Linked DNA regions of Mus musculus: region 2 is linked to region 1. The links are chromatin contacts, called in public Hi-C maps. All regions are on one chromosome and are shown on one strand. The core of a region is the stretch at or near the end of the contact, and the rest is flanking DNA. Distances in the headings are between cores, read along the strand shown.

The links. A called contact is a pair of places that touch in the nucleus more often than the background predicts.
Region 2: a Hi-C map of cortical neurons shows a contact between it and region 1, with 2.2 times the contacts expected there. The contact joins two enhancer-like sites. A contact is called at or near these places in 3 of 484 Hi-C or Micro-C datasets (cerebral cortex, cortical neurons and forebrain) and 1 of 115 datasets of contacts at active chromatin or transcription factors (neural progenitor cells).

What each region holds. Positions count from the first base shown.
Region 1 is chr3:143,314,992-143,319,380 of GRCm38.p6, reverse strand. All of the region lies in intron 1 of Gm40159 (a long non-coding RNA gene), which reads left to right. Among named protein-coding and RNA genes, the nearest start is that of Gm33514, 6.1 kb to the left of the region's middle. Within about 2 kb of position 2,635, at least 18 of the 459 cell types and tissues checked have an H3K27ac peak or open chromatin away from gene starts, as enhancers often do. A contact at or near this core is called in cortical neurons, where this site is marked.
Region 2 is chr3:143,595,207-143,599,595 of GRCm38.p6, reverse strand. No RefSeq gene overlaps it. Among named protein-coding and RNA genes, the nearest start is that of Gm33758, 6.4 kb to the left of the region's middle. Within about 2 kb of position 2,470, at least 31 of the 459 cell types and tissues checked have an H3K27ac peak or open chromatin away from gene starts, as enhancers often do. A contact at or near this core is called in cortical neurons, where this site is marked.

The DNA.
Region 1 (4,389 bases), core at 1,386-3,885:
CAAAGACTGAGGTTTTATTCTTTTTCCAATGCATGTGTATGTTCACATGTGTGCAAGTGCACATCTGTGTGAGTGTCTTGGTGTGGAAGAGAACAACCTTGAGTATCCTTTTGCAGAAGCCATCTGCATTATATTTTGAAATAGAATTTCTCATTGATCTTGAACTTGCTGATTGGGCTAGGCTGACTGGCCCGGAAGCTTAGGGATACACACACACACACACACACACACACACACACACACACACACACACACACGTGTCTGTTTCCCTAGTGGTAGGTGTTCACCACTATGCCAGGCATATTTACATGGTTCTGGGGATTGGACTTAAGCTCACAAGCACTGCACTGGTTAAGCCATCTCTGCATCCAGGCTCGCACTCACTTAGGGGTGCTTTCCGATGCCTAATTCCATCTTGTTTACATTGTTGATGTTTAGTAAATTCTCGATGAGTAACCGAGAGTGAACAACATGAGTGTGTTCCTGCTGCTGCCTACGGTGGCTTGCAATACAACTGATCTCCTTCCCTTTCTACTACAGTAATTAGAGCAGAAGCAGATGTCTATAGCAGCATGCACCACCCTTCTCATCCTCCATGATTGTGCTAATTGGGAAACTAGGTCCCCAGAATGTTGTGAGCAAAAGAATTACACATTTAGGAAATGTTGAATTAAACAAACTTAAGCAGACTCTTCCCTACAGGATTTCTTAGCGTCCTCAACACACTAATAGACATCACAAATCTTTGAAGTTTACGTAGCACAGCATCAGGACCATTTTGGAAATGTATTGGTCCATGTGTTCCTTCTCACACAGTCTCCTCACCAAGAAAAGCATCGTGCAGGCAGCTCCTTAAGTCAAATTTTCTAGAAAACATAGTTACTCGTGACAAACACAGTGGATGTCTCCAAAATCAGAATTTTGGTCTGGAGAGATCAGCAAGGAAAGGTGCCTGATGACGAACTCAAGCCCTGAGACACACATGGCAGGGGGAAAGAACTGACACCTGTAAGTTATCACAGGAAGGGCATGCGAGCATGAGCATGCACGGGCACATGCACACAGAGACATGCACACACACACACACACACACAAACACACACGCAAGCATGAACCCATGCACGCGTGCACACGCACATGTTAAAAATAAATAAACAAACATTTGGAGCAGAATCTGTTAAAAAAAAATAAAATAAATGAGTATGGGAACAGAAGTCTGGAAAGTACAGGTGTCTGTCTGTCTAATGTGACAGGATTCACCTAGACATCCTTCTCCACCCAGTGCTGATTTGCCTGGGGATACACATCAATCAAGTCATGTCAAGAATTATTGAGAATTATTTGGTCACTGTGCAGACAAGGCTAAAATTCATGTGTGTGTGTGCTTGTTTGTTTGTTTGCTTGCTTGTTTTATTGATCTAGAGCCTTGTATAATCTTGATATTCTAACCGATCATCCAAAGCTCTTTGTAGACAGAGTCATTAAGTGGATGTCAGGAAATCAAGCAAGGGATGCCCTTACCTCCCTTGTCTCAGCATAGGTTTCACCGCATCCCTCTTTTCTTACACAGATGGAAATTTACTATCAGAAGGGGATGACCTAGAGTCCCTTAAGAGCCAATATCTATTATTTAATTTCATTTGCCATGTAAGGTTAAATAAATCTAAGAAAGTACTGAGGACATAGGCCATAGAACTCACATGCTTTGATAAGACAACAAAGAGAGAGGCAGATAAGGAGAGGATGGCTAGAGTAGGGAAGTTGCAACTGGGTTCTCGGGACATGAAATGATCCAGTTAAATGGAGATGAAAGAACTGAATTCCACTCTGTCTACCTAATGACTTAGCTTCATGGTGGCCAATTCTAAGTATTAGAGTTTCCATAACAAACAGATGTGCTGAGTAAATACACAAAGATAACAAGGGAAGAAAGAACTTGTGAATTGGACACGGGTTTTAGCAAATAGGAGATGAGAAGTCACAAATATAATGTCCTTTATAGCAAGCAAAAGTGCAATCACAGCACAACATGCCGGGCCCTTCTCCTGATTTACCCTAGCCTCTTCTCCACTCCACCCCATATCACCATCTTTAACTTAGCTCCGGTGAAGAAGGAATAGCAATTAAGCCTGATTGTCTCTGTGATTCTGATACATGCTCCTATGTGCATTCACACAAAGCTTAGTCATCGCTATTGCTCCAGAATGTAAATTCTATTTTTTCAAGCTACAAAATTATCTAGACATTTGCCTAATACCCAAACTCCTCCCTCGCCTTCTAGCTGCAGATAGTTCATAAATCTTTAAGGGAATGCATTGACTCTGAAATTTAGTCTCCTTAAAGTAACACTTCACTCAACTTTATATCTGGAGTCACATGCTAGATTCTGGTTCTATTTCTGTTCTGTTCTATTGATTCCTGGTGGTTACAGGACACCCCTCCACACAGTGTTATCAGAGGCGAAACTGTTGCCCCAGGGCATCTCATTTTCGAAATATTTTAATGGGGAAACTTTAGTTCAATCTTGAATGAATCTTCAAGCTGCTTAAAAAGGACTGGCTGTCTCCAGATGAACAGAGAAGACGATGAGCCCCTGGGGTGAGTCCTCACCGCCCCCTCAGACTCACCCACAGCTCTCTCCAAGCTGTTATTCCTTTGTCTTCTTACGATCTGGCTTCCTCTGGATCCTCTCCAGCATTGAGCCCACTCATTTCCGTGACTTGCAGTGTCCTCTTGAAAACTAAGTAATAGAAGCAGATGCTCTAGCTCACACGCATATTTTCTCACTCAAACATTCATCACAGCTTCCCACCCGAAGCCGAGGCAGGCTCTGCTGGGAAATTCACAATCTCTAACCTAAAAACCAAAGTTGCTAGGGCTCTTCTGGTGGGTTCCATAACTATAGCTCACAGTAACTACATTTCGCTTGTACTTCTGAGGCTTTTGCTCCACCCTCTCAGATTTGGTATGGACATCCAAATCGTTTGCTAGAACCCAGATATCCCTTTCTCTGTGAGCATCCTCTCATGTAGGTGGGAAGGGGACACTCTTCTGCCTGGAGAGAAATGAAACCTACTAAGATCCTAGAATGATATTCATAACAATCTGTATATTCTTGATGTGTCTTCTTTTACACGAAGTGTGTAGTGGGAGAAAGAGACACAAAGAACAAGTCACTTCTAGTCTTTTCCATAACCTAAAAGGCCTTATACCTGGTCCATGACCCTACCTAGAATTGTATCATCTACCAAAGAATCAAAATCTTTCAATGCTAAAGACTCAAAAAAGCACACCATTACAGTAACCTTCTGTGTCTTCTAAAGGGGCTGATTCCCACTGAATGAACACAATTAATTAGTTTAAAAGACCCACATCCAGTATTTCATGTGACTACTGTTTATCTCCCATGGCATGTACAAACTTTTTTTTTTTTTTAAGAAATTGCGGGAAATGTCAAGACCCTTACTTGTTACAATTTAATTTTGTGCTGCTCAGGCAATTACAGTTCAATGAATGATGATTCTAACACATCCAAGTTTTCATTACTCTTTGCTTAATTTGTCAGTTAATGCCTTTGAGTTCCGCAGTTTCCCCAGCAGTCTTAACTTGCCATTAAAAACCTGTCAAGGAAACACAACCTTCCGATTCCAGCCGGGTTTAAAGACGGCATACATCCTTTCATTGTTAAGAAAGTTAGAGCTCACTCCTCAAGCAAAATATTCATACTTCAGGAATTCACAGTTAGGAAAGATAGCAATAATTCTATATTAGTGGGTTTTTTAATGTAACTGCTCTGCAATAAATACCAGAAATAAGAGTCTGTGCTTAAGATACTATATATCACACAAATATTACTCTCTATCCGTGGTTCTTAGTGGTTTACGGTTACCTGATAGATGTTGGACTTTTACATTCCTTTCCATGTCCCAAGCATTTATTACATTTACACGTTTATACATCTCTAATATTTTTGCAATACATTTTCCTGAATCAGCTGATGACATTTAATAGAATATTTAAAGCACAATATAAAACCTTAAATGCTTCGGCTTATTTCAGTGAGGGGGAATGCACATAGATTGGATTTCAAATTAAAACCTACTAGGGTGGTATGCTGGACACTTTTTGCTTCTGCTGTGCATATTGAAATACGAGGGAAGGCTTTCTTATGCAATACTGTGGCATCGGTACAAACAACAAGCTTTTGTACTTGGGAGCAAGGAAGATGATTAAGGAGCTATTAATGAAAGGAAACAAAACCAGTGTGCTGGAATGTAATAGTCCATGAAATCCTTATTGGTAGAAAGGGAATCTGCAGTAAATAAATATTAACCTACATGCTATGGAAAACATAAAGCAAACTGGGGGGAAGGGGGAAATATGTTCTTT
Region 2 (4,389 bases), core at 1,221-3,720, 280 kb before region 1:
CATTCTGTTATAGTGGCTCAGTCCTTTTGAACAAGGAGTATCATCCAGGAAGACCTAATTTACTATAAGCAGTAGCGCTGTGACTTGAACTTGGCTCTATGGACTATTACATCCTTTGTCATTCCTGTCAGATTATCTACAGACCCAACAAGAACCTGAGGATTTCTGGTCCAGATTCGGGTTGGGGCAGTAAACATTAGCCATGACTTGAAGAGCTGTTAGGAAAAACACTTTCAGAAGAGAACTTGAAAAAGTTCTCTAGGGGCCAGGTCACGCAGGGTGTTTTCCATGGTAACTGTAGCTCCCCCTGCTGCCCAGCTAATGGTGACAGAGGGCAGCTCCAAGAACCAGTAACTCTAGTAGCCAGTTAGCTCCAGAAGACAGAGCACCTAAACCCATCAGTCTGACACAAAGGCAATGAGCAGTTTGTGCAGACCTGCAGTGCCTGTTTGATAGAGCATGTATTTTTACAATGGCACCACCAAATTATTGGTTAAAAATCAAACAGACCAGCAGCAACAGGATTTGTTTTCACACAATAGTGGTACCCAGAGAGGTCTGTGTTCTTTCCATTCATTGCCTATTTCAGGAGACATTGCCCTCAGTGTCGTCTAACATTGTTCCTAGCAGCTTAACCCAGGGGAAAGCTGCATAATCCATGTTTTATGTTTAAGCTCTGAATGTGGGGGTTTATCTATGAAAAATATAGAGACCTATGGCATTGCCTGGCAGTGTCAGAGAAGCCACCGATAGTCATGTTTCTTTGAGTCCCACCAATATCATTTTTGTTAAAAAGCTTCTATTCTCTATCATGGGTATATATTGGAACTACCAGAAGAATTTTTAAAACTACTGATTCTTGTGGCCAATTTTTGGGGATTTAATTATCATGGGCTATGGCTTGAGAGTTATCTCCTACAGCCAAGCTTAAGGTCACGGTTCAAGGTCTCTTCACCATCCATTGAAATCCAGTGTCTCCAGGGAAGGAAAAGAACTGCACAGAGGGAATAGCTTGCTGCAGTGTCAGAGCAGTTGTGGACCATAGGGAATATCTCACTGTCTGTGTGTTGTCCTGAGAGCACCCGAGCCAGCCAGAACGTCTGAGACTCTTGGGTTCTACCCAGACCTACCAGCTCATAGTCTATTGGAACAAGATCTCCCCGTGATCTGAACAGATTCTGTTTGGGAATCTCTCTCCTCTCTCTCCCCCTTCCTCCTGTCCTTCCTCCATTTCCTCCTTCTTCTTGCTATGGGTTCTTGGAGTCATTATACTGTAAATAGTTCCTTGGATATATCTTTCGAGGTTGGGGGTAAAGGTCCCAGGCCTTTATTTCAATAGTCCTTCCAGATCGAAATCTTCCTAAACTTCAGCATATTTTGTTTGTTCGTTTGTTTTCAGTTGTTAGCTTTAGTTTGAGTTTCTAATGTCTGTCTCAACTCACAAGCACACTTTTCACAAGTGCTGACAGACTACAGTGGGCCTCTTATACAGTCTCTAAAAGTATTCCTTATAGGGCTGGTGCAAAAGCCCTGTCAGGACAGGGTCTGGTCTGCTGTTGAGACAGGATCAAACTCTGACAGCATCTTTGGTCCATCACAGCCTTGGGAGCAAATTTAGAGGACGATTGTTAGTTACTAAGGACTCAGAATGAAATGAAAACCAATCCTCCACCAGAAGCCAGTCATTAAGGTTAGCAGTGCCCCTTAAGAAGAAGGGGACACTGGCACTGTGACCAGGTTCCCCCGAAAAGCAATGCAAATGGGGTCAGCTAAAATGTGGGAGACAGGATCGGCTTTGCAAGAAAAGGAAGCAACACAGTGAGTGCTTTAGGGAAAGGAATGGATCTCTATGGGAACTGCACTTCTTCCTGTCTCCCTCACGCATCCCACTTCAAAACATATAGTGAAGCATGAGTTTTAAAAGATTCATATTGAGACAGAAACATTACAGAATCTCCGTTGCTCTCTTCACTTTTTTTTTCAGTCTTGTTTTCTTTCTAGAGGCACGGAGTCCTCTTTATGATGCTTTTATGTCTATAAATTGTTTAGGAGAAGCCACTGAAAGCTAATCTCTAAACGTGCAAGGCCCCTGGATTGGTGGGGAGGGGCAGGGCGAGGGAGAGACACAAATTGCAAAGAGCAGAATAATCAGCTACAGAGGGACTTTGATCTTCTGGAGACCTAAGCTAATAGATGTTAAGTGCAGTTCAGTGGACGTAATAGCCCATGAAGAAAACAAAATCTGCAGAATGATAAAATGCTGCAGTCTACTGATCAAGGAAGACATCGGAAAATTACCATGAAAGCATCCTTAGCCTGGCAGATTCAAGGTGAAAAAAGGGCTCCGTCTGCCAACCGGCAGCCAGACATTCCAGGCAGACTTAGCCGGCTCCCTTCCTCCAGCCAGATTATCACTCCATGTAACCTGAATGCTTTCTCACTGCAGAGGCAAGCACTGGCACCATCAGAGAAGCCTGGGCTTCGTCATGTCTTCTCCTGACGCCATAGTGACTCATCATGTCCTCTGTGGAGGCATTTCAGAAGACATCGTTTCTAGGAGTAGATCAAATTTTCTCCAGTACTGATTTTTTTTTTGACAGCAACAAAACATATTAAAGACAAATAAGATATCTTTCAAGACATAGAAATCTCACCAAGCAAACTATTCACTAGGAATTTATGAACACTTAAATACAATTGAAAAATAAGAGGTAACTCCTTAATTCTAGTTCATTTAAGTGTCTGTTTATTGAATAAGTATATTTTGCATCTTGGGCTGAATTAAATTTACAGAAGTAATGAATTCTTTAGTATTAAAAGAAAAAAATGTAAAGATTGAAACCACTAGATAATTTTATTATCAGGAGAATTAAACAAACAAACAGATAAACACAACCCCCAAATGTGAGTTTTAAAAGTCAAGAAACTAGAAAGAAAGTAGCATCCGGTTTCAAAGCTCAGCCTCCTTAGACTTCATGTAACAGCTAATTAAACATATGGCATATATTATCTGAACCACAAATTAATTTGTTTGGCTAGAGTAGGTACAAACAAATGAAAACAAAGGGAATCTGCACAGTTTTAACTTGAGCAAGATGTGGAGCGCCCTGCTGGCCACTGGCATTTGGTTCCTGTCTGAGCCACTCACACTGGAACAGCTAGCACTGTGCCTACGGGAGTCCCCTTTCCAAGTGGAAAAGTGAAAGTGGCAAACTTCACATGGGAGCACAGATGAGGGTAGTTGACAGCCTAAATGACAGGCAAGGAAAAGGAACAGAAATGAGAAAAAAAATGGAGAAGGGATGAGAGGGAAGAGGATAGAGGGGGAGGGGAAGGTAGACTGGGAAGCGAAGGCAAGCAAGGAACCAAGTCATTGATCCCAAGGCACTGAGACCCTCTGGACAACACAGCACTGGGCAGTCTACATCTATCCTTACTGTAATGTTGACTCTTCATAGCCATGTTGATAGAAAGACTAGCCCTTTAAAAGAAGTACTTTACTCACAAGGGAAACTGAGAGACTACTTGATATTAAAAAGAGTCACTGGGAAAATCCATATTTGGAGCCTTCAATCGATTGTTGGAGATTTTATGTAACATATGTGCTTATTCTTCAAACAAATGGAGTCCTTGTCTGAAAATGCTGTGGGTAGAGGCCTGGTGCCCAGAGTAAAATAACCAAGTGAGTGGTTAAGATGAGGCCCTGCTCTGGGTTAGCAGTCCATCACTCAGTGTGTCCTGCTGCCTGTGTATCAGATGCAACCCTTCTTATCTGTTAAGTGCATAGAACAATTTAGACCAAGCATGCTGAGTGGATTAACTAATGATCGTGAACCACTTTGGAAATAGAAAATTCCCCCTGTGCATGCAGAATTAATAATGATTAGATAACACCGTCCTAAATTCTACTTTTGATTCAAATAAACCTTTTCTTGATGGCGAAAGTTATGCTATTAAACAAAAGACTTTATTTCAACTAGAGGCTTTCACGGTATTTTCATTTGAGTTGAATTTCTGTTCTTCAGATCCATATTTCTGCCAATTTCTATCTCTTGTGCTTTCTCTGGCACAACCAAAAGAACAAAGTTAATAACAGAGAAAGGACAAGCTTTAAGAGTGCTGCATTTATCGTCAGCTGTAATTCTGCTATTAAGTGGTCTTGGCATTTGCGAAATTCCTCTCAATCTTATTTTTTTTTTCCTCAGAGGGGGAGAAAAGCCACTGAAAACATGGAGTTTAATCCAAAAATAACCCTTCTCCACATTCTATGTTCTAAGACTTTTCACTTGGCACTCAGTGTGAACTTTTGTCTCCATGGGACAATCTGCAAGATAAACACCCTGTCTTTGTATCTCCTTAACCATTTTAGAAGGAACACATATGCATGCC